7 separate regions of the Mus musculus genome follow, and regions 1, 2, 3, 4, 5 and 7 are each linked to region 6. The links are chromatin contacts, called in public HiChIP or PLAC-seq and promoter capture Hi-C maps. All regions are on one chromosome and are shown on one strand. The core of a region is the stretch at or near the end of the contact, and the rest is flanking DNA. Distances in the headings are between cores, read along the strand shown.

Region 1 (3,412 bases), core at 201-2,700, 790 kb after region 6:
AGGGCTACACAGAGAAACCCTGTCTCAAAAAAACAAAAACAAAAACAAAAGCAAAAGCAAAAAAAAAAAAAAAACTTTGTGTATGTAGTGCTAAGGAGTGAGCCTAGGACTTGACCCAATGCTAGGCAGGCGCTCCACCACTGAGCTACAATCCCAGCTGGAGTTCTGAAACAGGGATAGGGTCTCACATCCAATCCAGTCTGGATTAGAACTCAGTATATAGCCCAGGCCAGCCTTGAACATGCAGCCTCAACCTCTTGACTGCTGCAATTACAGGTGACAGTGTGCCCAGAGGAAAGCTGAATTCCAAAGTTAAAAAGAAATGTAAGATAGCAAACAATCCATTAGAAATCTTACAGTATTATTATTTATGACTTTTTTTTCTTTTTGGTTTTTTTCGAGACAGGGTTTCTCTGTATAGCCCTAGCTGTCCTGGAACTCACTTTGTAGACCAGGCTGGCCTCCAACTCAGAAATCTGCCTGCCTCTGCCTCTCAAGTGCTGAGATTAAAGGCGTGCGCCACCACGCCCGGCATGATTTATTGACACACTACTGAAAGCCTTTTAAGATAGGCTATGCACCCCATTCTAGCTTTGAACTCAGAATCTTCTGGCCTCAGTCTCCAGAGTGCTATGATTACAGGCATATGGCACTGTGTCCAAACACCAACTAATCTGCTTGCATTAACCTAAGTATAGTGCCCACATGGACCTGCACTCTGGCCATTTAGAAGCAGGAACATTCATCTTCCTAATCTATATAAACCCTCCACAGATGATCAGAGCCAATTGGTGTTCTGAGTTCATTACTCAGTACAAGAGCTAAGTGCAAGTCTTGCAGCACTAGCTCACCGATTAAGGGTGCAGAGCTCCAGACAGAAGGGACCAGGTTCAAATCCCAGCAGCCGGGCACTCTTATTGCCTGGCAAAACAAACAAACAAACAAAAAAAGCTGAGTGAGTGCAACCTCCAAGAACCACTTGGACTAGAGTTGCTCTCCAGTGGTCAGTACATTAATTATCTTCATTTTCTCGTGTACGCTGCCCGGGCTGTACAAGGTTTCCTTCCGTCTTGTCCTGGGCTAGTGATGGGGACGAGGTTGGCCTCGGGAATGACTGGGTTCCCACACATCCAGCTTTCGGAGAATGTACCCAACCACTATCAGAAAGCATAGCTCTCAGCAGTGGTGGTCTGGAAGGGCAGAAAGCACGGCTGATCGCTGGAATTGGTCTCACTTAAATGGCAAACAGGGAAGAGACGCATTTTCCTCCAGTTGATCAAAACCAATCTGAGTCTTCTGCAGGCTGGCCTACAGATGGTACTTTGAGCAGCTTTGTAGAAGTGTGTCTGCATCTAACGCTAAAAGACAACAGAGCCTCTGCGCTCCGAGCGGATTCCGTCCCCAAGTCCAGAACAAACCGGAAGTACGTCATGCGCCTGCGCCGAGGGGCGTTACGCCTGCGCGCTGGAAGAGGGCGGCAGCGGCTTGGGCATGGCAGAGGTGGACCTGGAGTCGGATCAGATCCGATTGAAGTGTATCCGTAAGGAAGGTTTCTTCACCGTGCCTCCAGAACACAGGGTGCGACGGGGTGCCACTCGTGCGGCGCTGAGTGGCAGGGCCAGACTGAAGCGCACCGGGGCGTTCCGTGTCGCGTTCAAGTTTGAGGTTCCAGCGTCGGAGGGGGAACGGCAGTCCCCGAGTTTGCCGCGGCGTGGGCAGAAATCGGCAGCCCAGAGGCTGGGGCGGGGTGGGACCGAGGACGAGCGACCAAGGGCGAGAAGAGTGGGAGGTTCCCGGTGGCACCTGCAGCCGCGGGGGTCTCACCTGGCGTTACCCACAGTCTTGTCTCTTTTGTGTGATGTGAAGGTGAACCTTAAGGGGCTCCGATTTCTGCTCCAGTAGACGTTTGGTGGGAAGAGGTTTTGCCGCAGCCCACGTATTTTTAACTTCTTGTTTATGCTTTGCGAGGCCAAGGCACATTAACTAAGAGCCTCAGAGCACAAGGCACGAGACAACACTTAACAACTAGTTAACTCAGAGCACTGCACTGGAAGCCGAGGTTGCGAAAGCCGTTCTTAAAGGGGGAGAAAATGCACGTGTGCAGTGGTCCCTTAAGTCAAAAATGTCAGAGTCCTGCGTGGTGGTCCACACTGGTAATCCCAGTCAGGGAGTTGAGGCAGGATGGTCACTCCACTTTGGAGGGGAGCCTGGGCTACAGAGTGAGACCTGGACTCAGAAATAAGCCGAGATATAAAATAGTGGAGACTTTGGAGAAAAGGAGTATTCTGTAAGAAGTTTGTAGAAGAGTTGACATTTGTTTTGGACCAGGAAGTGTTGCCAAAATTTGGGCAGATCTGACAAGGAATGGTATACCACACTCAGGTGGCAGCACAAAATCCTGGTGAATGGAATTTCGAAGTGAACAGGGATCCTCGAGGAGAGGGAGGGAGGGAGGGAGCTCAGAGTGGATCGTGGGGGCCATCAGGTATCAGAGTAACAGAACCCAGGGCAGGGCAGTTAAGAGTCGGGAAGCCAGCAGGGGGCTGGTGGAATAGAATCCTAAGCTTGCTCTGGTCCTTCTGTACCCAAGGAATGCTTAGCTAATGCACTTAGAAAGGCACCTCACACATGAAAAGTTGGCACTCCCTGTTGAAGGCCGGATTCTCCTGCACAGAGGTGTTTGTGCCCATGGCTTGTGGCCATTTGGTACTAGACAGCAGACATTTGGAACACTGGGTTGGAGGGGATACTTAGGCCATCTTCAGTATGCTTCAGTATTTCAAAGTGATTCCAGTGGTATCTGTCCCCTTCACTCATCAGAAAATTCCAAATACATGGTTGCTTTTCTGTTTGGTAAGCAAGATGCAAGCACGTTTCTCAGTGCCAGGTATGGGTGAGACTTGTCACTTGTGTGGTTAGCTTCCAGATCCCCACACTGGCTGCCTCTCTCTTTCAGCTGGGAAGATGCCGAAGCGTTAAGGAGTTTGAGAAGCTGAACCGGATTGGCGAGGGCACCTATGGCATCGTGTGTGAGTGGTCATGAAAGAGCTCTGTGGGGACTGGAAGGCTCACACTCTATACTGGTGTGATGCTTAAACATAAGCCTCGGATTGCAAATGTCAGCAATCCATGTGTGTAGCTATGGAATGGAGATACCTGATCAGTAAAATGCACTACTTTCCAAAGCTCCCTGCAGCTCCAGAGCTGTGAGGCTTTTGATAAGTATTTGTAAGCCGTTATCATATAAAGTAAGTCTTTCCCCCTAGGTAGATCACCTTCCGTGGTGCTGTAATATTGCATAAGTGAACTCAGAGCAGTAGGCTGTGTGAGAGATTGCTTGGAGAGCTCCTCTCCACTTGAGTTGCTGATGGCCAGGTTTCCACTAACTCCCAACCCAGCTCAAATGAGAATT
Region 2 (3,560 bases), core at 678-3,177, 610 kb after region 6:
AAGTAAAATTTTACGTACAAATGTGCACTTCTATTCAGTAGTTGAATGGAAGAACGTGTTGAATGGAAAGTGTTCAAAGGACCACAGAAAACTCACCAAATAGGTACAAAAACCAAATTTTTCTACCGGAAAATTTGTAAAACTGCCCAGTTTTCTCAAGTGGGTGTAAAACTTCTCACGACTGCAGAAACCACTGTGAAACATGAGAACTATACACATGTAACTAGATTTCGGAGCATACAGCCTTCCTGTGAACCAGCTTAACCTTCACCAGTCTTCCAAACCCCAGACGAGCTTTCCAGAAACATAACAAAAACAGAAAAACCTACAGGAGCACCAGGTAAAGACAAGGCCTTGAGAAAAAAAATGAGACTCCACACCAAGCCACATACATAGGAACTGAACCGCACATCCGTCTGTGAAGGGGCTAGATCCATGTGGCAGGGCCAACCCTGCACACACGTACACACACACACGGGCGCGCGCGCGCACACACACACACGCACACACACACACACACACACGCACACACACTCTCGCAGCTACCGCCTTGCCAGGGGATGATGAAATGAGGAACGGAAATTAACATTTCAGGCAACGTCTCACATTGTTCCTTGAGGCCAAAGGCTGCTCCTGCAGCCGTCGCCTACACCGCTTTCCTCCCACTCTCCCCCCCGAGTCCCGCCTTCCCCTCCCCCAGACGCCCCCCGCCGCCCCGCATTCCTGCCCCCACTCGGGCCTGCGCGCCTCCGCACCCCGCAGCTCCAGGTCCCCGGCTCGCCCGCCCCCTCCGGCTCGGCTCGCAGCCCGAGGGCCGCCTGCTCCCATTTCAAAACACGATAATAATAGGGACGCTGGGAATAACAACTACCACCAGCCCGGCGACGGAGCCCCTCCCGAGGGTCAGAGGTCGGCGCCCCGCGCCACTGAGGACCCCAGGGACTCCCGGGAGCCCGCCGTCGTCCTCACAGCGTCCCGGGACCCACTAACGCACCATCGACCCTCGCTCAAGGCCCGCCCTCGGTCCTCACGGCCGCCACAGCCCACCCCGGAGCCCTTCCTTAGCCTCTCTCGGCCGCCCGACCCCCGGGACGCCCCGAGGCCGGCCTCGGAGCCCGCCCTCGGCCCCTCATGGTCGCTCGCAGGACCCCCGCGGCCCACCGACCGGCCTCTCGCGGCGCACGGCCCGCCCCGGGGCACCCGCGGCGGCGGGCAGCGGAGGAGGCCTGCAGGCCGCAAGGCCGCAGGAACGCCCGACGCCCTCCCCGACCACCACCCCCCAGGTCCCCGGCGCCTCTCACCCGGCTCCGAGGGCGACGCGGCTCCGCGGCGGAACGGCGGCGGGGCGCGGGCGCTGCCCATGCAGCCCGCGGCCGCGTTTCCCGGGCCGCGCGGCCCGGGCGGGAAGGCGGCGTCGGCGCGCGGGCTGGAGGCTGCGGCGAGTGCGGGGCCGGCGGGATGCAAGCCCGCCCTCGGCGTGCAGGAGCTCACGCGGGGCCGCGGCGCTCGCGCGGACGCTACTGCGGGGGCGTCTGGCCGCGGACTCCGCCGCGGCGCCTCCCCGGCTGGGGCCCTCGGTCCATCGCGCTCTGTCGCGGGCGGCCTCTGGCTCCAGGACCCAGCGGTGGCTGCGGCGGGCGCCGGCCGCATGAGAGCCTCCCGCCCATTGGCTCGCCGTATCCGCCACCGCCATTGGCCCGCCCCGCAGAGCGGCAGGGGCCGCTTACGTCACGTCGGAGAGGAAATGCGATGCCGGGGTGAAAGGGCTCAGACGGCCCGACGGCTTCCGTAACAGGCACGGGGCGGCGCTAGGGAGACGTCCGGGAATGATTGGCATCCGTGCGTAGGAGACCCAGGCGGAGAAAGCCGCTGGATTGGCTGACCTCCCTGCCACGGGACACGACGATTGGCCCTACTCGGTGCCGGAAGTGATGAGGCCGCGGTCTGGAAACAAGGTTGTTGTCGAAGGAGCCAGAAGGTGGGAGCCGGCTTGTACCGGCTGGCCTTGCGCTGCGGACGCGAGGTCGTGTGTCGCCTGTGAGCCTGTGTGAGCTTCGAGAATGTGTGTCTCTAGCCGGCAGGAGGCTCTTGCAGGAGCAAAGGCAGCCGGGATGATGGCCGCGAAGGAGAAAGGCGGCCTCGGCCCCCACCCGCGATCCGGCTCTTTCCTGGAGGTGTTCCTGGACTGCGCTTCGCTCCGAGTCCCGTGAGCCACGTTAGCAACCGGGATGTGGTGAGCTCCAGACTCTGCCCGGAGGTTTCCTTAGACACCGCGCGCGCTTCAGCCGCCTCCCTTCCCCGGCTCCAGAACTTCACCGCGATGGTTCATGAAACAACAACAACAACAAAAAAAAAGGTTGACGAACCTCAGAGCTAGGCAGCAAAGTCGCATCGTCATGTGCCTGATTGTTTGAATTTACAGAACGCGGAAAAAGTTTAATGATGGTTTGCGTTAGTAGTGATTTGGTTTGCAAACGAGCTAAAAATTCGAATCCCAGCGCTGTAGTGACCGAGACAGGCGTATCCGGAGCTCAGAGTACATTGTTGTGAACATTTCGAGTTCAAGATTTGAGTTCCATGAAACCTTTGTCTCAGAAAAATGCATAAAGTAATTGTGACGAGTCTGATATGTTGGTATAGGCTTTTTATCCCGGTACTTAGGCAGAGGCAGGCTGGATCTCTGAGTTCCGGGCCAGCTAGGGCTACACAGTGAAAGCCAATTTCATAATATAATAAAATATAAAATAACAAGTAACCAGGGCTGGAGAGATGGCTCGGCGGCTAAGAGCACGTGCTGCCCTTCTCGGCACCCACCTCAGACAGCTTCACAGCCACCTTCAGAGGACTTGACATCTTCTGACTTTTCAGGAACTCACACCCGAGTAGAGTACTCACACATATAGACTACATATAAATCTTTTAAAGTAAATGGGACCTGGGGAGATGACCTGTCGGTCAAAAGCACTCACTGGCTGCTCTTCCAGAGGATCTGGGTTCGATTCCCGGCATCTGTAACTCCTGTTCTAGAAGATCTAACATTGTCTAGGGGCTCCCCAAACATGCACTAGTACACATACATATACACAGAAAAAAAATACGCTTCTGCACAGAAAAAAATCTACAAAAAAAAAGTTTTAAGTAGTCAAACTTCCAGCCTTGTCCTATTTAAAGAGCATCTGTGTATTTGTGAACCAGAAAAGCTAAGTGACTAAAATCAATATTTATACTTCTTTGTTTTGTTTTGTTTTTGACTTTTGGGGTTTTGTTTGTTTGTTTGAGACAAGTTTTCTCTGTGGAGCCCTGGCCTTCCTGGAAATAGTTCTGTAGAGGGTTTGGGTGTTTTGTTTTGTTTGTCTGTATAAACAAAGTCTTTACAGAGCACAGATTATGAAATCATGGGATTGCACATCCCGGAGTGATGGGACCTTAGAGGTGACCTTTCTTCCCTATTTGAAGCAAATACAGAGTTTAGAGGACATGGTATGATAAAAACTGCCCTGCCCCTGTTCAAAATTCCAGCTTTGTGATGAGTAGCTGTCCTTGTAACCATGGACACTTCA
Region 3 (3,516 bases), core at 976-3,475, 850 kb before region 6:
AGTTCTAGGGGGAGTCGTCGTATGCCTCTCTACTGGAGCCAGTAGGTACCTGCAATCTCTCTCTCTCACACACACACACACACACACACACACACACACACGTGCGCACACATACAAATAATAATAATAATCTTTTTTAACGCTAAGTGTGGTGGCTTACACCTGCAACACCAATACTTTGCGGCCTTTTGGTTCCCAGGCCTTTACTTTCTCAAAGTTGGAATTCTGGTGTAGGTGAGACGACTTGCTCTCTATCGAGAGCTGAAGCAGGGGAAGAGGGGGGCTAGAAGAGGCTCTCCCAGGCTGCCCCCACCACTTTCCACACTGGCAATGGGACTCCATACATTTCTGCTCATAACTCTCTTGGGAGTATGTCCCAAGCTCCAGTTGAGCTAGCATGGCCAGAGCACCCCTCTGAAATCTCTAGTTTCACAGAAGTCTGTGATCCTGGTCTTAGCAATGACCTACCCAGGCCCCCTAGAGTTCCCCCAAAATCAGCACAGGCCCAGCAGACCAATGGAGAGCACTCTGGAGTGTGCCCGGGTGTCAAAGGTGCACACGCTAACCATCAGGTGAACACCAGTCAAAGAAAGCCTTGCTGCACAGACCAACAACCTGAGCTCCATGCCCTGAACCCAGAGAGGAGAGGTCCTCAACCTGTGCGGTGAGAACCTGAGGACCCATTAGCGGTTCACCTAAGACCACTGGCAAACACAGACGTTTACATTACAGTTCTTAACAGCAGCAAAATTACAGTTATGAAGTAGCGACAAAATAACTGTATGGCTGGGGGTCACCACAGCATGAGGTGTATTAAAGGGTTGTGGCAATAGGAAGGTTGAGGACCACTGCCAGAGAAGAAACAGATGTCCTCTAACCTCCAAAGACATGCATGCCCCTCTCTCTCTCTCTCTCTCTCTCTCTCTCTCTCTCACACACACACACAATAACAATAAACAGAGTAACAGAGTAATTTGTAAAAAAGAAAGAACAGTGCTCAGACAGAAGCTGAAAACAAACATCACCCATCCTGTGCGACTAAAGGTTACTACTGAGGATCTTATACAAGAAAACAAGACAAAAGACAAACAGGACGTTACATTGGGCCAACAGACATACCAGTCATGTTCAGGACTGAAGGCTTTGCATACTTATTATAAAAGCCCCTACCCAAGTCACAATCCCACTCAGACGTGGGGTAAGATTACCCCAACTTCCCACAGTGCGAAGGTAAGGGGAGACAAGCCAGAACCCTGATGTCAACCGTGAAATTACACAAGAACCCTGCAGCAGGGAGGACCTGGGGAAACCGCTTCCTCACACAGCCTGCCATCCCACAATCCCACTTGGAGAAGTGCAGGCTCACGAAGATGAACCACCCCAGAGGTTTTCACAAGATAGATGTAAATCCCCTGCATTTCTACAAAATGCACAAAGCAGTCTCCGGCGTGCTGTGGCCAGAAGACAGAAAAGGCTGAAGCCCACACACAGTCAGAGCACTAGCCTGTGTGACATGCAGGCAGTGGAATCCCTGATGTTCCCTTCACGGAACAGCAAGCCTCCAGGACACACACACACACACACACACACACACCAACAAGCCATTCAGGCTGAGTACCGTGATGTATGTACACGGACGTAAGGCCTTCAAATGGGACTGTGGCCGCTTTGCGTCCTCATTATTCCTGCACCGGGAGGGTGGGCTGTAGGTTTGGTTTAGGGGGACGGGGTCTGACATTTTTAAAAACAGGATCTCACTCTGCAGCCCTGGCCTGCTAGCTGTCTGGTTTTCTCACTCTGCAGCAGGCCTGGTTTGGAACTCCACACCATGCTCCTGCCTCGGCCAAGTGTCCGTACTAGGGGATGCACCCGCTCACCCTCGCGGCAGCGCCGTCTCCAGATGGTGTCCGTGTGCAAGATTCGGCGGAACCTGCTGCAGACCTGAGCCAGGCTGGGCAGGTCGGTGCCGGGCAGCGACGCGAAGATCTCCACGAGCAGCTCAGGCGGGAGCTCCAGCAGAGAGCAACGCGCCGGCCCCGCCTCGATGCGCTCCTCCTCGGGGTCCGTGTCCGCCTCACTGTCCGCCGCCGCAGTCTCGGCCGGGCCGCGGCGCTGCTGGCGGCGGCGGCACCCACGCGCGGGGCCCACGCCGCAGAGCCGAGCACACACCGCCATGCCCGTCACCACCGCGGAGGCGCGCACGCGGACGCGCACGCACAGCGCTCTGCGCAGGCGGCCAGGCAGCCGTAGTCCCGCTTGCAGGCTCCTCAAGCTCCACCCCAAGCGTGACCACGCCCTCCGACCCCAACCCCTCACACGCCCCCATGAAGACTCGCCCCGCCCCTAGACGCTCCCACCCTTCCAAGCCCCACCCAGACGCTTCGCCCCGCCCCTTGAGCAGTAGGCCCCGCCCTACGTGTTAGGTCCACGCCCTTGTATGGAGCCACACCCTATTTCCAGGCTCCGCCCCCAAAACGTTTGGCTAGAAACTTAGGACGCCCAGCTGCTCACTAAAAGAGGGTCGCCGGGTTCAGCTCCGGAAAGCCCCGCTCCTAGCATGACCACACCCCTCCCACAAGTCCCACCTCTGACCCCGTTTACAGGGTAGAACGAAGGGGTTTTACCTTAAGCAAGAAAACAATGCAGGATGCCCCGTGTGAGGATCGAACTCACGACCTTCAGATTATGAGACTGACGCGCTACCTACTGCGCTAACGAGGCTCCTTAGCAGCAAGCTCGCTGCCAGGGCCTTTGCACAGGTGGTGGCCTCGCCATGAACAAAATCTGGCAAGGGAAACCATAAACCAAAGCTACCGTCGCCTAGCAACACTACATCTAAACTAACTTGCCAAGATTACCTTGGTTGCAAAAGGAAAGGTCTGGTGCTCAGTGAGGTGGGAGTTCCTGGTGTCCCCAAACCTGCTCTCCAGCTCACATTGCCCCGCGCAGCACAAGGCGTCTAGAAACTTCCCTCTCAGGAAAAGAGTAGTCTGGGGTATCCTCCGCAGCTCTGCCCTTAATGACCCTATATAACAATATCGCCTATTTTTTATTATTAAAATTAACCGTTTGCGTGGCGGTCTCTCATCCCAACTTGGGGCTAGGGGATCAAGGCAGGAGGATCAGAATTACAAGGTCACTCTTGGCTACTTAGTGACTTTACGGCCAGCCTGGGCTACGTGAGACCCTGTGCCTCCTAGCAGTCCGCTCAGTAAATTATCCCAACAAGCAAACAGATATTACCTAATGCATTCGTTGATTGATTAACAATAGCATTAAGCAAAGGCTCCACTTGGTGGCCTGTAATCCTAGACCTTAGGGAGATGAGTCAGGAGGGTGGGGACTTTTCAGGACAACCTGAGCTATGCGGCAAGATTTCATGTAAAAAACAAAACAAAACAAAACAAAAAAGACTTAAATTACCTGATAATATTAACATCGTGTAAAAGTGTAGCTGAGCACACGCTGCCTCTTGTCCCCGTGTGTTAATGCCCACGGGGGAGGGTAAGCTCTTTG
Region 4 (3,217 bases), core at 55-2,554, 840 kb after region 6:
CACCTCCTCTCTTTGGCAGTCCAGCCTTTGCAGATGTGCAGTGACATCTTCCTTCCTAACTCCTCTCCACGCAAAGTGCAGCGCAGCAGCTGCGATCCAGGCGGGGCTGGGTGCTGGGGAAGCTGACGCGGAGGCGAAACTGACACACAGACATCGTTGCAGAGAGTTAATGGCCACACTCCTGGCCACCAGGTATCTGTGTTTAACAGCAAGGGGCTCTCCTCTCAAACACAGTGCAGGGCCCAGAATCACTACAGATGATTGTGTCTGTCTCCTCAGGGAGGACCTGATAGGTGGGGCCATCCCTGTACGTAAGTCACACGGTGTACAGCACTGTGAGGGAACCAGCTTAGCCCTACCCACCTCATAATGGGATATCGGGGCCCCAGCAGCTTTGAAGGAAGAGGCCATAGTACTACTAAGTTCTCCGTATTCCTGCTTGTTCATGTGGGCCTGTAACTGGGCTAGCCCAAGAGAGTCAGGCCCAATTACTAGCATGATATCTTAGTTTCCATGAGGGTAAGAGTGTGGCAGAAAACTCATGCTGTTCACTACAGGAGTCAGAGGAGTCATCTGAGCTCCCTGCAGCTCCCTTAGCAGCAGGGTTGACAGCAAGACCGGCTTGGTTACTGAGCAGGATTTGGAGTACTTTTGATCAGGGAGGACACAGACATCATGGATTCCAAACCAGCTACCAGAAGGAAGTCCTCTATAAAGAGCAATGTCTTGCCGAGGCCTCTGAGGACTCCCTGGTTGCTGCAGGGGCTTGGTGTTCCTCTGGGATGTCAGCTAGCATTGGCAGAGATCAGACTGGGCTCTCATTCAAGTCAAGAGAGAGGTGAGAACCTGCTCCCTGCCCTGTGCTGCCTGCCTTGGGCCTGTGGGCCCCCGAGTTAAATAAACTTTAGAGCAGAATGCAGGGCAGGGCGAGCTGGATCAAACCTGATGAAACCAGTCTTCAGGAACACTAGAGCAGTCTCCTTAAACAGGCCAGCCAGCCAGCTCAGTCAGAGGCTCCCCTTGCACTCAGGGGCAGCACCCCAGTACTCAGAGGATGCCCATAGACACAGCCCAGCTAGGGACTAGCTGGGCTCCCCCGTGACACTGCGGCAGCTTACTTGCTAGCAAATTCCCGGGCCTCCTGGAGCCTCCGCAGCTCTCGAGGCAGTGGGCTCTGATAACATCTCATCCACCGACCACACAGCACTGGCTCCAGGCTCGACCACCACAACTGAGAAGTGAAAGACCACCAAGAAGCAGACTAAGGGAGTTGTCATGGACAACCATGAGATATGCTGCCCCTTGGCCACCATCGAGACACCTAATTGTCAGTCAAGCTAGGAATTCCTGAGAGCCTCACACGGCTCACGTCACAGTGCTGTGCAACTTTTAGCTTTCCTTTTTCTGAGCCCGAGTCTTAGGATATAGCTCTGGCTATCCCGGGACTCACCAGGCTGGGCTAGAATTCATAGGTCAGCCTGCCTCTACCTCATAAGTGATGCGGTGAAAGATGTAGGCCATCACACCCAGCTTATAGGGCGTTCTTCGTTTTTCTTTCAAGACAGGGTTTCTCTGTATAACTCCAGCTGTCCGGGAACACACTCTGGAGACCAGGCTGGCCTTGAACTCAGAGATCCTGTGCCTGTCTCTGCCTCTCAAGTGCTGAGATTAAATGTGTGCTCCACCACTACCCATCTATGAGGCATTCTTGTGCTCAGGAGCAAGGCTTAAAGGGAGGGCATCGTATGAGGAAAACCCTGTAATGTTGGCATTGCACTACCTGACCCACTTCTATATGCCACTTTTTAAAGAGAGCTTCTGAGAGCAACTTTCTAAAGACAGAATAGTTCATCAATATTAATTCCACCCAATGAGCTACAAACTGAAATGAAGCTGGCCATGGCTTGACCTGTCCACCTCCCCTCTGGTTAGAATAGTGAACCAGATGGAGGCCCCCAGGGTTCCTAGGAAGCTTCAGTAGCTCCTGGGACCAGCAACTAGCATCTGCAGATATTGCTTGTGCCTTGGGATGCTGAGCAGCTAACAGCACTGAAGAGAGAGGATGTCTCTGTGAGCCAGTGCGCGCTACCTACCATGTGTGTGTGTGTATGTATGTGTGTATGTATGTATGTATGTGTGTGATGGTTTGTATATTCTTGGACCAGGGAGTGGCACCATTTGGAGTTGTGGCCTTGTTGGAATAGGAGTGACCTGGTTGGAGTAGGTGTGTCACTGTGTGTTTGGACTTAATACTGTCACCCTATGTCAGTCTTCCACAAGCAGCCTTTGGATGAAGATGTAGAACTCTCAGCTCCTCCTGCACCATACCTACCTGGATGCTGCCATGCTCCCACTTTGATGGTAATGGACTGAACCTCTGAACCTGTAAGCCAGCCCCAATTAAATGTTGTTCTGTATAAGACTTGCCCTGGTCATGGTGTCTGTTCACAGTAGTAAAACCCTAACTAAGACAGTATGTATACATTCATATATATTTATATATGAGTTTTTGCCTGCATGTATGTTTATGTAGTAAATGTGGGCACATGCTTTGTGCCTGTAGAGATCAGAAGGCGTTAGATCCCCTGGAACCTGAGAGATGAGTGACGAAACACCATCTGGGTTCTCTGGAAGAACATTGTTTTTAAATGCTGAGCCAGCGCTTCAGCCCCTACCACACATTTTTGTGAATACTGACCACCAGGGTAGGACACTGAACCTCCCGGGAAGTGAAGATCCCAACTCTTGGGAAAATATCCTAGACGAGGGTCTGTGAGAAGTCTCAATGGGAAAAGGTGCTTGTTCCCAAATCTGACGACCTGAGTTCAATCCCAGGGTCCCATACAGTGGGGAAAAAGACCTGGCTTCTGCATGAATACAGGGAGGTCAGGGGAGGGGGAGGAGATAAATAAATGTAACGTAAAAAACCCAACTGGGCAGACCTACCAGTGCTGAAGTCAGAATCACGGGACACTTAGTCTGGCATTCTGTCAGTGTCTGGTTGGCCACCAATGCTGGGTCTTGACTTCGGAGACACACACGAAGGAGCCCCTGCAGCAAAAGCATCCTAAGACTCAGCAGTCTGCCAGCCCAGGTGCCATGGGAGCCCAGGCCCCGAAGGAGGCATCACATTACCCTGAAGAAGTGGATGGTAATGTCAGAGGTCAGGACACTGCCGTGGCAACAGAAGTTTCTCTGGAAAACAGTTCAAAGTCAG
Region 5 (3,404 bases), core at 509-3,008, 820 kb after region 6:
GGAAAGAGACAGGAGACCTCTGGAAAACCTCAGAAGGCAGAAAAGGAGACAGTTCCCCGCCCTCATCTGAAAACATTTGGCGGTGCCAGCTGGTGGGCAAGGGCATGGGTGGGTGGGTGGGGGCACCATTTTGCTATCATGAGAGGAGTAGCAAGTCTGAAGGCATACCTGTAGTGTTTTCCACGTCTTCGAGCAATACCTGGGAGATGTAGTGGATGCTGCGCAGGTATTCCACGTACGCTTCCTAGATGCAGGGGAGAGAATAGCAGTGGTCAGGCCTGCATCCTGCCTGCCTGGTGAATGCCCAGATACAACTGCAGGACCAACAGTGCCTGCTTGTTTTTTGACAAGACTTCCTTCTAGGCTTCAGTGATGGATGGTCCAGCTAGGACACAGATGGTATCTATACTGTCTAGACTTGAAGGGAAAAAGATATCAAACAGAACAAAAAATCAAAGAATTCCTTCCTTCAACACTGTGCTGAGGAGTTCCCAGACAGACACACCTCTCCTCTCATTACTATCCACCACATGAAGGAGCTGAGCTTCAGTCAGGAGGCTCCACAGAGCTGCCTGAGCAGCAATAAGGGTTTCCACTCTGTGTGACAAAGTTCTCTTCCTGTGCAACTCAAAGACTAGCAGTCTTTCCATGTCTCATGAAAAGCACTTCCTGAAATCTGAGGAGAGGATAAGGGCTCATCTGTCAATCTCAAGTTTTGGCTTAGGTGAAGAAATAACATTCTACAGACTCCAGAATAATTCCCTCTGCTCAAAGGAGCCCAGAGCACCGAGCTGCAGGTTTCAGCTGTGTGACCCCTCTGCTCTGGGCTCTGTGACAGCTCAAGACAGAACGCACTCTGGTCTGTATGTGTTTCGTTTTACTCGTTGTCAAAATTACCCAACTTTAATTAGCTCAGCACTTCAGATAAAATGGGTTTCAGGTAGGATTCTGGTCTTGTGAGGGTGCCCTAGAAAACTAAGTTGGGGCACTGGACAACCAGTGATTCGTCCTGTCCTATGGAAGCTCTGGGTGGCCCAGCCGGCTTTTCTACCTTGTTGCCATCCTTTTAATTAGCAGTTATTCTCAGTGACAGGCCACACCCCTTTTGTGCCTGGGTTTCTTTACAAATGACCTTTGAAGGCAACTGCAGACAGCAGCAGCATCCTGAATGAGCCAACAGTCGGGTCTTTTCTAGATTAACTCTACACAGACTCTGTCAAGAATACACACACACACACACACACACACACACACACACACATCTGTCATCTACATCTTGGATGTAGGTCCTTTGCAAACAGAACCTCCTCCTTATGTCACACCGCCTCATCACACAGGTAAATCTAGGCCCAGTGCGAGCTGAGCTGTTCCAGGTCCCCGCAGAGCTCGGCGCCCTTAGCCTCCGGGCCCCGGGTCTCCGGGCGCGGTCCCAGAGCCGCCGCCGCCGCCGCGCGCATCGGGAGCGCCGAATCCCTCTACACGCCCGCCCTCGCCCACCCACCAGGGGCAAAGGGCCTCCCAGAGCTGCTTCCGCGACCCTCCCAGCCTCACCCGGGGCCGGTTGCCGGTGTCTAGCTCGATGGCCTTGTTGGCCAGTTTCATGGCGCTCTGCAGTGGCTTCGCCCCGCCGTCCCCGGCCGCAGCGGCCATGGCGCTGGGCGGGGGCGGGGAGCGGGAGGCCGCGGCGGCAGGGGCGGGACGGGGCGGACGCCTCCAGACCGGAACGCGGAGCGCGGAGCTGAGGGAGGCGCAGGAGCTGCGCACCGCCGGAAGGGGACCCGGACACACTTCCGCCGGCCTTGCCCCGCCCCGCCGCGCCCCGCCCCGCCGCGCAGACTTGGGTTTAGGGGACCGGAGGGGTCAGTGGCTCTTGTCACCTCCTCCGGCCAACTTGCTGCGAGCGCGGACGGGAAGGCTGGCGGGGAGAGCTACTGCTCTGAAGGGTTTCTGTTGTGCGCCACCGCCCGGGCGGCAGTCCGCGGCCGTTCACCCTCCGGGCTGCCCCTCCTTTAAGGGCCTGTCGCGAGTTCCGAGAGACCCGAAGAACTCCGGGCTCCTGACCCCGCCGCGGCCGCTGTGGCTCCCCAGACCGCTCCTCGCTTCCTTGCAGCCCTCGCTTCCTCCGGCTCCGATCTCGGGGAGCCGAGCGGAGCGGGGCAGCGCGGCGGAGAGTAGCGGAACGGCACGGAGTGTGCCAAGTTAAGTCCGCTCTAGCAAGAAGTCAGGGGGCCGAGCCACACCGAGCAGCGCGGAGCAGGGAGCGAGTGTCGCCTACCACCATGAAGCGGGACCGCCTCGGCCGCTTCCTGTCTCCCGGAATAGCTCGGCAGCGCGGGGGTTCGGGCGGCGGCTGTGGAAGCGGTCGGACTCGGGGTCGCCCTTCTCGCAGCGGCGGAACGAGCGCTGACGGGGCGGCTGCTCAGCTCAGCTGGGGCTCGATGACACGCTCCTGCGGGGACACAGGCGACGACGGTACAGACGAAGCTGGTGGGTTCCAGGCGTCCTCGGGCCCCGGTGCGAGCTTAGTGATAATGAGAGCAAACCAGGCCTCCTGGTTCTGGAGAACGCGGGCCCTCTGGAGAACTGCCGATAGAGGCCCTTTCCTCTGCCGCCCAGACAGCTCTGTGTCGCTGCTATTTAGTGCGTAAGATTTGAAGGCACACAGGTGTGGCTTCAAGTTTGCTCTTCGTGCTATGGACTTTTAGGGTAATTGCTTAACTTTTTCTGAACCCCAGTTTCTTGATGGTTAAAACAGGCCTATAACCTAACCTGCGTTGGGAACTGAGTTAAGTGAACTAACTGCTTGTTCCTTGTGCGGCTGCGAGTTTGTGAACAAGCAGCAGCTAGTTAGGTTAACAGCCTCCATGTGCATCACATTAGTGTGGTGTTCTTCAGTCATCTGAGAATGGCTTTCCTATGTAAGCTGTCCTTTACTCCCACTAGGGGCAGTTGGGTGGCATCATGCACATGCTGCAGGCAGGGCACCTATAGATGGACAGGGATGAACAGTGAGTTAGTTTCTTGAGGCACGGCTTGGACACATTTTCAGAATAGGGATGTTAAGTTTCATCTTCGTTGTAGGCATCTGGGGTTCCTTGAATATTGAGTGTTCAGTGAGGAAGGCCAGCTCCCGAGTCCCAGTCCCGCTACTCTTGTGTTTAGGAAGCCTGGTGCGGGCACTTCTCTGCTTGCAGTGTTCGGAGGCCAGGGGGAAGAGTGGCCCTTGCACTGCGAGTACCTCGCTTATGTCACATTTGCTTCTCTGCGCAGGAGCAGGCCGGACTCTCGCTATGGGGCATTGTCGACTCTGCCATGGGAAGTTTTCCTCACGGAGCCTCCGAAGCATCTCTGACAGAGTGCCTGGGGAGACTTCAGAAAGACTGTCCCCAGGAGAGCGTGTCTTC
Region 6 (3,476 bases), core at 437-2,936:
CTTTCGTCTTGAGATGGAGCCAGGTAATGGGGCCAGAACAGATGGAATTTTCTGTGATTTAGAAAAAAACAAAATAGGGGGCTGGAGAGATGGCTCAGGGATTAGTAGCGAGGGTTGCTCTCCAAGGGACCTGAGTGGGGTTCTCAGCACCCGCATCAGGCAGTTCAGAGCCACCCGTATGTAACACCAGCTCCATGGGTTCCAATACCCTCTTCTAGCCTTTGTCTGCAAGCGCCCCCGCACTTACACACATGGCCAGACACACACACAATCTGAAAAAAATCAAATGTTAAAAAAACAAAAGGAAACAAAGTACATCCCTGTTGATTGGACCTAGACAGTTCAGAACCTTCCCAGGACAGTTGTGCTTTCCCGTAAAAAGAAAAGTTAGCGGAAGTCACACTCGGTGGAGAAAGTAAGTGGCCACAGCCTGTGACTCCTCAGCACAGGAGACTTGTGTCAGCCTGAACACCCTGAACAATTAGCTGAGGCAGTACATAGAGACCTTAGCACACACGAGGACAGGAGACACTGCATGGACAGCGCTCGCCAGGTCTTCCCACCCTTAGGTGTGTCTGGCACCCCCACTTCCTGGAGGTAACTTTTGAAACCGTCCATAGTGGTCACAGGACAAACCACTACTGGCAGGAGGCTGGGAAGGGTAAGAAGGGAGACTGCAGGTGGGGGAGGGGCGCCATTTTCAAAAGGTTGGGGTTGCAAGGCCTTCCACGGGAGCTTCCAGCGTGGGCTGGGGGAGATTTCTCTATCACCTCTTCGATGCGCTATTCCCGGGTGAGTGGAGGGGGGTCTGGGCCATCCTCCCTGCCCTGGCAGGTCTTTTCTGGCTCCCTTCGGCTTTGAGGCATGTCTGCAGTTTCTAGTCTCAGGCCTGCTGCTCATGGTCTGGTCTATTAGGTTCCTTTCCTGGTACAGTGAAGCCCAGGGGTCCCACTGCCCCTTGGCAAACCTCCCAGACAAGCTGAACTGTTCAAGCCACGGCCAGTGTCAACCTGACTAAAGACTAGTGTCCTGCATCTTAACTCGGCAGGCCATCAGGGCTAAGATCACTCTGAGGGGTGTCCAGACTCTTGTGAAATAGTTTCTGCGCACACTTCGCTTGTGGGATGGAGCCGATTGCTCCTCTAGGATGAGCTTAGCTCCTATCCCAGGCCCCTCGGGGAGAAGCCGGAGCCCGAGTGACCTCAAGGCCAGAGTCCCAACTCCTGGCCAAGTGGGCTGTGCGCAGAAGAGGGTCTTCCGGGGGTTTTCCTAACCAGGCGGGAAACCACCGAGTGAATGTCTCTTCCCCAGCTGTAAGCAACTTCCTCCTCTGAGGTCCCAGCGCGGACCCAACAGGGTGCAGGGCGGGGTCGCCTCTAGAACAGGCGGCCGAGCACGGCCTGCAGCGGCCACCGCCCGTCCTGTGCCCGGAGGCCCCGGTAGGTCTCTCCGAGGATCCGCGCTTTGAGGTCCGCAGAACCAGCCCGAGCCCTGCTTCCCCCGCGGTGCCCCACGGGTCCTGAGCAACCCCTCCACCCGCAGCCCACCTCACTCACTCAGGCCAGACGCCAGCGCCTGTTCGTTGGCCCACATGGCCCACTCGATCTGCCCCATGACGAGGACCCTGCGCACACGCAGCAGCCCGGTCCAACTCTGCAGCCCACTTCGCAAGTCCTCACTGATCGGCCCGCCCCCTGCTCAGGCCCCGCCCTGTCGGGCTGTGCCCCAGAGGCCTCCTCTGCACCTTCCCTTTGAGCCTTGGTGGGTGGGACAGTCTCCCCATCGACCTCTCTCTCCAGCTGGAAAGTACCAGGGCCACTTGTGACTGCTTGTGACTTGTGACCGTACCCCCCCAGGGCCAGAGGCGTAAGTCACTTCATCCACCTGCTCCTCTAGTTATCAGATAAAGGCTGCTCCCTAAAAGGAGATGAGGTTACTTCCGACCCACTGTGAGCTGGGGCAGGTGTGTGTCCTGGGTCACGTGACTACGGGGTGGGGGTAGGGGACCATAGTGTGCAAGGCTGGGAAAACCCAGAAAGCAGGGGACAGAACACCGGAACACCGTTGTTCTGTTGTCTCTTTCCTCTGGCCTAGACCAGCTCCAGCAGCTGTTGCATGTATGCTGGGGTATGACTTAGGGTGGTCACAAGGTGGCAGGAGACTCTCACGGGGCTGGCTTGTGGGCAGTGGGAAGTGTTCCTGGCAGGACCCACTTCAGCCCCCACCTCTCCACTACATAGGGAAACAAGACTGAACTCAATGGCGGGTAGGACCCAGCAGATCAGTAGACCAGAGACCCTAAAGCGCTGGTTTAGGAAGAAAGAAGAAAGCACAGCCCACACGGGCAGGCAGGAACAGCACACTTTATTCCTGTGGTCCTCAGGTCCACTGACTGCACCCTCATGAGGCACCCACACACACAATGGACCCTACCTGTGGGCTCGACAGCCCCTACCCTCACCAGGAGGCTTTATAAAGAAACTGTGGCCTGAGTCTCAGCAGAGAGGCACCGCTGTCTGAGCCATCACGCTTAGATGGTTACTGAGGCCCTCAGAGCATCTTGGGGGAGGGGGGAGGCACCGACTCCCCATCCCTGATGAGCAGCTGTCTGGAGTGCTGGAAGGTCCATCGAGTGGGTCAGCTAGCCCTTCAGAAACCAGCGGGGAACCGGAGGCACTTGAGAGGGGTTCCCGTGATCGCCTAGATGGCTGCCCATCACACTCGACATCCCCCAGTATAATCGATCATCAAGCAGCCCTTCAGGAGAGGCTGACCAGCAGGCCAGCTCCCGAGTTCCAGTGGGCAACCCCTTTCTCCAAATGGCACTGGACGTGGAAGAGGTCAAAGGTCCCGTTGTGGCAGTCCATCCTGGCCTAGCAGATGATCATGAGTGTCGTCTAGGACTTGAGGTCCTGGTCCGACCTGGGGGGAGAAAAATCAGTGTCCAGTCATGGGGTGCGGCAGTAGCCGCTGCTCCGGAGACTTTACAGGTCAGAGACTCTAAGGCAGGATTAGATTGGGGGGGGTGGTGAGACACGGGTGGGTCCCTTCGTGGTAAGTCCACACCAGCTTGCGCAGGATGAGCCTCTCAAGCTGCCTGGGGTTCCATTCCGGGCTAGATTGTGGGGATCTTAGTGACCCTCATCTCGTGTGAAAGGAGGGACCCAGAGCAAGCCTCTTTGAGCAGGATCAGGAGACGCGGGGATGCTGGCGTGCTTGTGGTGGGTTACATCCTGAGAGCAGATTCCCAGGGACCCCAACATCTACCTCTCCTGGCAAGTGACTGCTTTTTATCATCTTTCTGTCCAGAGTACATAACCCTCACATCCCGCCCCCGCTCTCCTCTACGAGTTGTCCCTAAATGACCACTGAGGGGAAATGAGTAAACCAGACAGTGTCCAATGACTCTGAGCCTAAGAACGCCATGTGGCTACTTCCGTGCCGTGGCTGATGTGGGCTTCTGCCTCCGCCCTGAG
Region 7 (3,292 bases), core at 90-2,589, 890 kb after region 6:
TATGAAAGATTTCAATCACCCTCATGTTTCTATATATGCGTTTTCTGTCACAGTCTGTGTTTGCTGCAAAGAAACAATGTTTATCTTAATATTTAGAACAATTCCAGTGTCTGCAGTGAATGTTTCAGTCAAAGTGTCTCCAAGAGAGGGCTGTCCATCCAATTTGGGTGCAGCGCATGTCAACAAACGGTAAAGTCGGCTTCTGGGACAAAAAGCATCCCTTTGTCAGCAGTGAATTCCTCCACCCCACACCCACACAGGTTACAAACACTGCTCTCTTCCCCTGGGTGTTTCTCTGGAACACCGCTGAGCCATCTCTCCAGCCCCCAGAATTTCTATTGCTGTAATAAAAACACCATGACCAAAAGCAACTCGGGATGCTTCTTTCAGCTTACAACTTGTACTCCATCTTGCTGGGTGTGGTGGTGCACGCCTTTAATCCCAGCACTTGGGAGAGAGAGGCAGGCGGATCTCTGAGTTCGAGGCCAGCCTGGTCTACAGAGTGAGTTCCAGGACAGCCAGGATTACACAGAGAAAAACAAACAAACAAACAAAAACCAGATTGTACAGGAATCAACCCTCCAGCCCCTCGAGTACTTTTCCCAGAAGGAATTTATTAAAGCCTTTCATGAATTATTAAATGTACTACCCAACTACTTTCATCTCCAAAGACATAAAATATAAAATACACTCAGCTCTCCTCCCACCTGGTTTGCCGGCACCAGTTACTCGCCAAGTACTCAGGCTTAGAAGGACATTAAAAAGATTATGATCTGGCTTGGCTCCGAACATCCAACCTGCTCAGCCAGGACAACTTCCTCTTACCTCTAGCAAAAGGTCATGCATATTTTGATGGTATCTCAGGAGTTTCAGAGCAGAATCCTTTAATTTCTGTTCCCTTTCAGGATCATATTTTTGCTTTTTGACTCTGCCCGCTAAAGATATTTTAAAAAGAAAAAAAAATTGCTCAGAAAATTATAGTGCAACGTACACAGGGTGACACGCTGCGCGGAGGTCCAGAGAGAAGCTGTCCAAGTCTGGACAGTCACCTAGCGCTTGCAGCAAGCGGCAGGACCAGGAAGCCTGGGGCCCATGGCCCTAAGAGGACCAGCGCGGCCCAGGACGGCTGACTCGCGGGCAGGGCTGAGCCACGCTGGGATCTGAACCCGGACCCCGAAGAATGGAGGGACCGCACTGGCGCTGGTTGGGGGTCAGAAGGCAGAAATGGCAAGACCTACCCAGCAGCTCGGTCCAAGTTTTTCGGAGGCCCCGGGGCCCACCACCCATGGCAGCACCCCTAGCCGGCGAGCCCGGCATAGCGTCTGGAACACCGGCTCTGCAGCCCGCGCTGCCTTCCGATTGGCCGCGGCCAGGCGCTGGCGCTCATTGGCTAGGAGCATGCTTGACCACACCCCCGAGGGCGGACCCTTGCTCTGTGGCCCTCTTCCTCTTGGTTGTAGTACTTGTCCCGGAGTCTGGCTGCGTTCGGGTGGCAGAGAAGGCAGTATGGTGGCAGCCTTGGTGCAATACACCTGCGCCTGACAACTTAGAGGGAAAGTGGCGCAGAATTGCTAATGGCCCAGAGCTTGGCCTGGGGAGATCACGTGACAAACTGGACCCAGGTTTTCGGTAAAAAAAAAAAGCACTTTTACCTGCTTTGTTCAAAACTACACAGGATCGATCCGAGTACTCTGCTGTGCTTATTTGACTCTGAGGGAAAATTGACCAAAGGAGTTCTGGTGCTGGGGTGTGACTTTCAAGGGTTGAAATTAGAGTTGCTATCACTCCCCGCTAAGCGCTCAAAGTACTTAGGAAGGAAAAACAGCCACAAAAACGCTGTCATTCTTGTTTCTTCCTTTTTTAAATCCACCTTACGTGCGGGGCGGTGCTGTAATCTCAGCATTCCGAAGGCAGAGGCAGGTGGATCTCGGTGAGTTGGAGGCCAGCCTGATCTACCGAGCGAGTTCCAGGACAGCCAGGGCTACACAGAGAAACCCCGACTCTAACAAACAAACAAGCAAACTGAAGGAGGGCATTATGTGCACTGCAGCCACTGTCCTTGATTTTCAGCATTACCCCAGGTGTGTGCACACGCAGACACTAGTGGAAGACAGGACACTAGAGACAGGCTTGAACCGGCCATAGTAGCCAGGTTGTGATTAAAATTCACCCAGCCTGGAATCAGTCAGCAGCTGGAGGAGCCATTATCAGAGCCAGAGCAGAGCAGACAAAGATTGACCGAAGTTTCCCAGGAATCAGGCTTATCTGCCTCCATGACCTGGAGGTGCTACGGTCACACTGGGAGCCAAAAAGTCACTTTACCCATCAAAGAGAACACTTAAAGATATAAAACTGAAGAGAACCAATTTTTTTTTAATGTATTTCTACAAAATTTCATCACTATGGCCAGGACTCGTCCCAGTTCAGGATCAAATGTGTCTGGCAGCCCCACGTTGCCTCTAGCATCAGAAGTGCCCTCAGAGAGGAGCATCAGAGAGCTGCTCTGCCTATTAGAAGATGTGGCTCAAGGCTGGCTCAGTGGTTAAGAGCACCGACTGCTCTTCCGAAGGTCATGAGTTCAAATCCCACCAACCACATGGTGGCTCACAATCATCCATAACGAAATCTGATGCCCTCTCCTGGAGTGTCTTCAGACAGCTACAGTGTACTTACATATAATAAATAAGTAAATCTCAAAAAAAAATGGCTGTACTTCCATCATTGCCCACAAGGTGGACCCCCTCCAACACAAGCCCTCCCCACCCACACTGTTCCTCCCCTGCTACCCTGTTGTTGTTGTTGTTGTTGTTGTTGTTATTTTGAATGAGTAGGTTGGTGAACTCAGAGATACACTACCTCTACTGACTGAGAGCTGGGATTAAAGACACGTACCACCACTACCTGGCAAAAAAGGGCCATTTTCCTCCATATGAAAAAGGAAATCTAGCCGGGCGTGGTGGCCAGAGAAACCCTGTCTCGAAAAACCAAAAAAAAAGAAAGAAAGAAAAAGAAAAAGATAATCTGCTCAGCCAGCCTATGAGGACAAAAAAGAGTACTAGCTTACCCCAAATCACACCAACTGACCATCACCACCGCTGGTACTTACTGTGTGTTTTCAAGCTTTCGTTGGAAACGGTTTTCTTTTCGTTGATGCTTCGTAATTTGCATTTTCAACAAGTGCAGTAGCACAAGTTAGAAATCCTATCAGCTCTGGAAGCTGAGGCAGGAGGATCATTTCTGCCTAGGAGTTTGGGGTAGCCTAGGCAATATTGTGAGATTCCCATTTCAAAAA

Evidence for each region. Promoter capture Hi-C pulls out the DNA fragments that hold promoters and counts their contacts. HiChIP or PLAC-seq counts read pairs in DNA pulled down with a chosen protein or histone mark.
Region 1: a contact with region 6 is called in a promoter capture Hi-C map of stem cell-derived epiblast-like cells, with 3 times the contacts expected there. The contact joins the promoter of Cdk10 here to the promoter of Cyba in region 6. A contact is called at or near these places in 11 of 39 promoter capture datasets (the C10 cell line, cranial neural crest, embryonic stem cells and 6 more), 1 of 484 Hi-C or Micro-C datasets (CD8 T cells), 19 of 115 datasets of contacts at active chromatin or transcription factors (the NIH/3T3 cell line, T-cell acute lymphoblastic leukemia, astrocytes and 12 more) and 5 of 9 other capture datasets (adipose tissue, embryonic stem cells, liver and 2 more).
Region 2: a contact with region 6 is called in a promoter capture Hi-C map of pre-B cells, with 4 times the contacts expected there. The contact joins the promoter of 2810013P06Rik here to the promoter of Cyba in region 6. A contact is called at or near these places in 5 of 39 promoter capture datasets (the SN4741 cell line, hippocampal neurons, liver and 2 more), 2 of 484 Hi-C or Micro-C datasets (B cells and embryonic stem cells) and 6 of 115 datasets of contacts at active chromatin or transcription factors (astrocytes, bone marrow-derived dendritic cells, embryonic limb bud and 3 more).
Region 3: a contact with region 6 is called in a promoter capture Hi-C map of embryonic stem cells, with 3 times the contacts expected there. The contact joins the promoter of Fbxo31 here to the promoter of Cyba in region 6. A contact is called at or near these places in 1 of 39 promoter capture datasets (embryonic stem cells) and 2 of 115 datasets of contacts at active chromatin or transcription factors (embryonic stem cells and microglia).
Region 4: a promoter capture Hi-C map of embryonic stem cells shows a contact between it and region 6, with 2.6 times the contacts expected there. The contact joins the enhancer-like site here to the promoter of Cyba in region 6. A contact is called at or near these places in 7 of 39 promoter capture datasets (the C10 cell line, the HPC-7 cell line, embryonic stem cells and 3 more), 3 of 115 datasets of contacts at active chromatin or transcription factors (bone marrow-derived dendritic cells, embryonic stem cells and large pre-B cells) and 1 of 9 other capture datasets (liver).
Region 5: an H3K27ac HiChIP or PLAC-seq map of bone marrow-derived dendritic cells shows a contact between it and region 6, with 6 times the contacts expected there. The contact joins the promoter of Zfp276 here to the promoter of Cyba in region 6. A contact is called at or near these places in 5 of 115 datasets of contacts at active chromatin or transcription factors (astrocytes, bone marrow-derived dendritic cells, cardiomyocytes and 2 more).
Region 7: a contact with region 6 is called in a promoter capture Hi-C map of pre-B cells, with 5 times the contacts expected there. The contact joins the promoter of Fanca here to the promoter of Cyba in region 6. A contact is called at or near these places in 4 of 39 promoter capture datasets (hematopoietic stem and progenitor cells, liver, pre-B cells and 1 more), 7 of 115 datasets of contacts at active chromatin or transcription factors (T-cell acute lymphoblastic leukemia, astrocytes, bone marrow-derived macrophages and 3 more) and 1 of 9 other capture datasets (adipose tissue).

Annotation. Positions count from the first base shown.
Region 1 is chr8:123,223,391-123,226,802 of GRCm38.p6, forward strand. It overlaps Cdk10 (cyclin-dependent kinase 10), which reads left to right and starts at 1,451. Exons shown (of 13, transcript NM_194446.2): 1 at 1,451-1,578; 2 at 2,957-3,029. The coding sequence starts at 1,492.
Region 2 is chr8:123,040,648-123,044,207 of GRCm38.p6, forward strand. It overlaps 2810013P06Rik (RIKEN cDNA 2810013P06 gene), which reads left to right and starts at 1,928. Exons shown (of 1, transcript NR_045268.1): 1 at 1,928-3,560. It overlaps Ankrd11 (ankyrin repeat domain 11), which reads right to left and starts at 1,637. Exons shown (of 13, transcript NM_001081379.2): 1 at 1,302-1,637.
Region 3 is chr8:121,576,581-121,580,096 of GRCm38.p6, forward strand. It overlaps Fbxo31 (F-box protein 31), which reads right to left and starts at 2,226. Exons shown (of 9, transcript NM_133765.4): 1 at 1,878-2,226. The coding sequence starts at 2,175. n-TMcat17 (a tRNA gene) reads right to left here and starts at 2,721; the gene lies at 2,649-2,721.
Region 4 is chr8:123,271,202-123,274,418 of GRCm38.p6, forward strand. It overlaps Fanca (Fanconi anemia, complementation group A), which reads right to left. Exons shown (of 43, transcript NM_016925.3): 34 at 3,136-3,195; 35 at 2,947-3,051; 36 at 1,119-1,231; 37 at 4-139. Among named protein-coding and RNA genes, the nearest start is that of Vps9d1, 19 kb to the left of the region's middle. Within about 2 kb of position 1,305, at least 15 of the 459 cell types and tissues checked have an H3K27ac peak or open chromatin away from gene starts, as enhancers often do. A contact at or near this core is called in embryonic stem cells, where this site is marked.
Region 5 is chr8:123,252,437-123,255,840 of GRCm38.p6, forward strand. Zfp276 (zinc finger protein (C2H2 type) 276) reads left to right here and starts at 1,759. Exons shown (of 11, transcript NM_020497.2): 1 at 1,759-2,487; 2 at 3,271-3,404. The coding sequence starts at 2,280. Vps9d1 (VPS9 domain containing 1) reads right to left here and starts at 1,786. Exons shown (of 15, transcript NM_028200.2): 1 at 1,552-1,786; 2 at 169-244. The coding sequence starts at 1,650.
Region 6 is chr8:122,431,254-122,434,729 of GRCm38.p6, forward strand. Cyba (cytochrome b-245, alpha polypeptide) reads right to left here and starts at 1,687. Exons shown (of 6, transcript NM_007806.3): 1 at 1,557-1,687. The coding sequence starts at 1,614. It overlaps Mvd (mevalonate (diphospho) decarboxylase), which reads right to left. Exons shown (of 10, transcript NM_138656.2): 10 at 2,343-2,922. The coding sequence ends at 2,842.
Region 7 is chr8:123,317,237-123,320,528 of GRCm38.p6, forward strand. It overlaps Fanca (Fanconi anemia, complementation group A), which reads right to left and starts at 1,340. Exons shown (of 43, transcript NM_016925.3): 1 at 1,239-1,340; 2 at 826-935. The coding sequence starts at 1,317.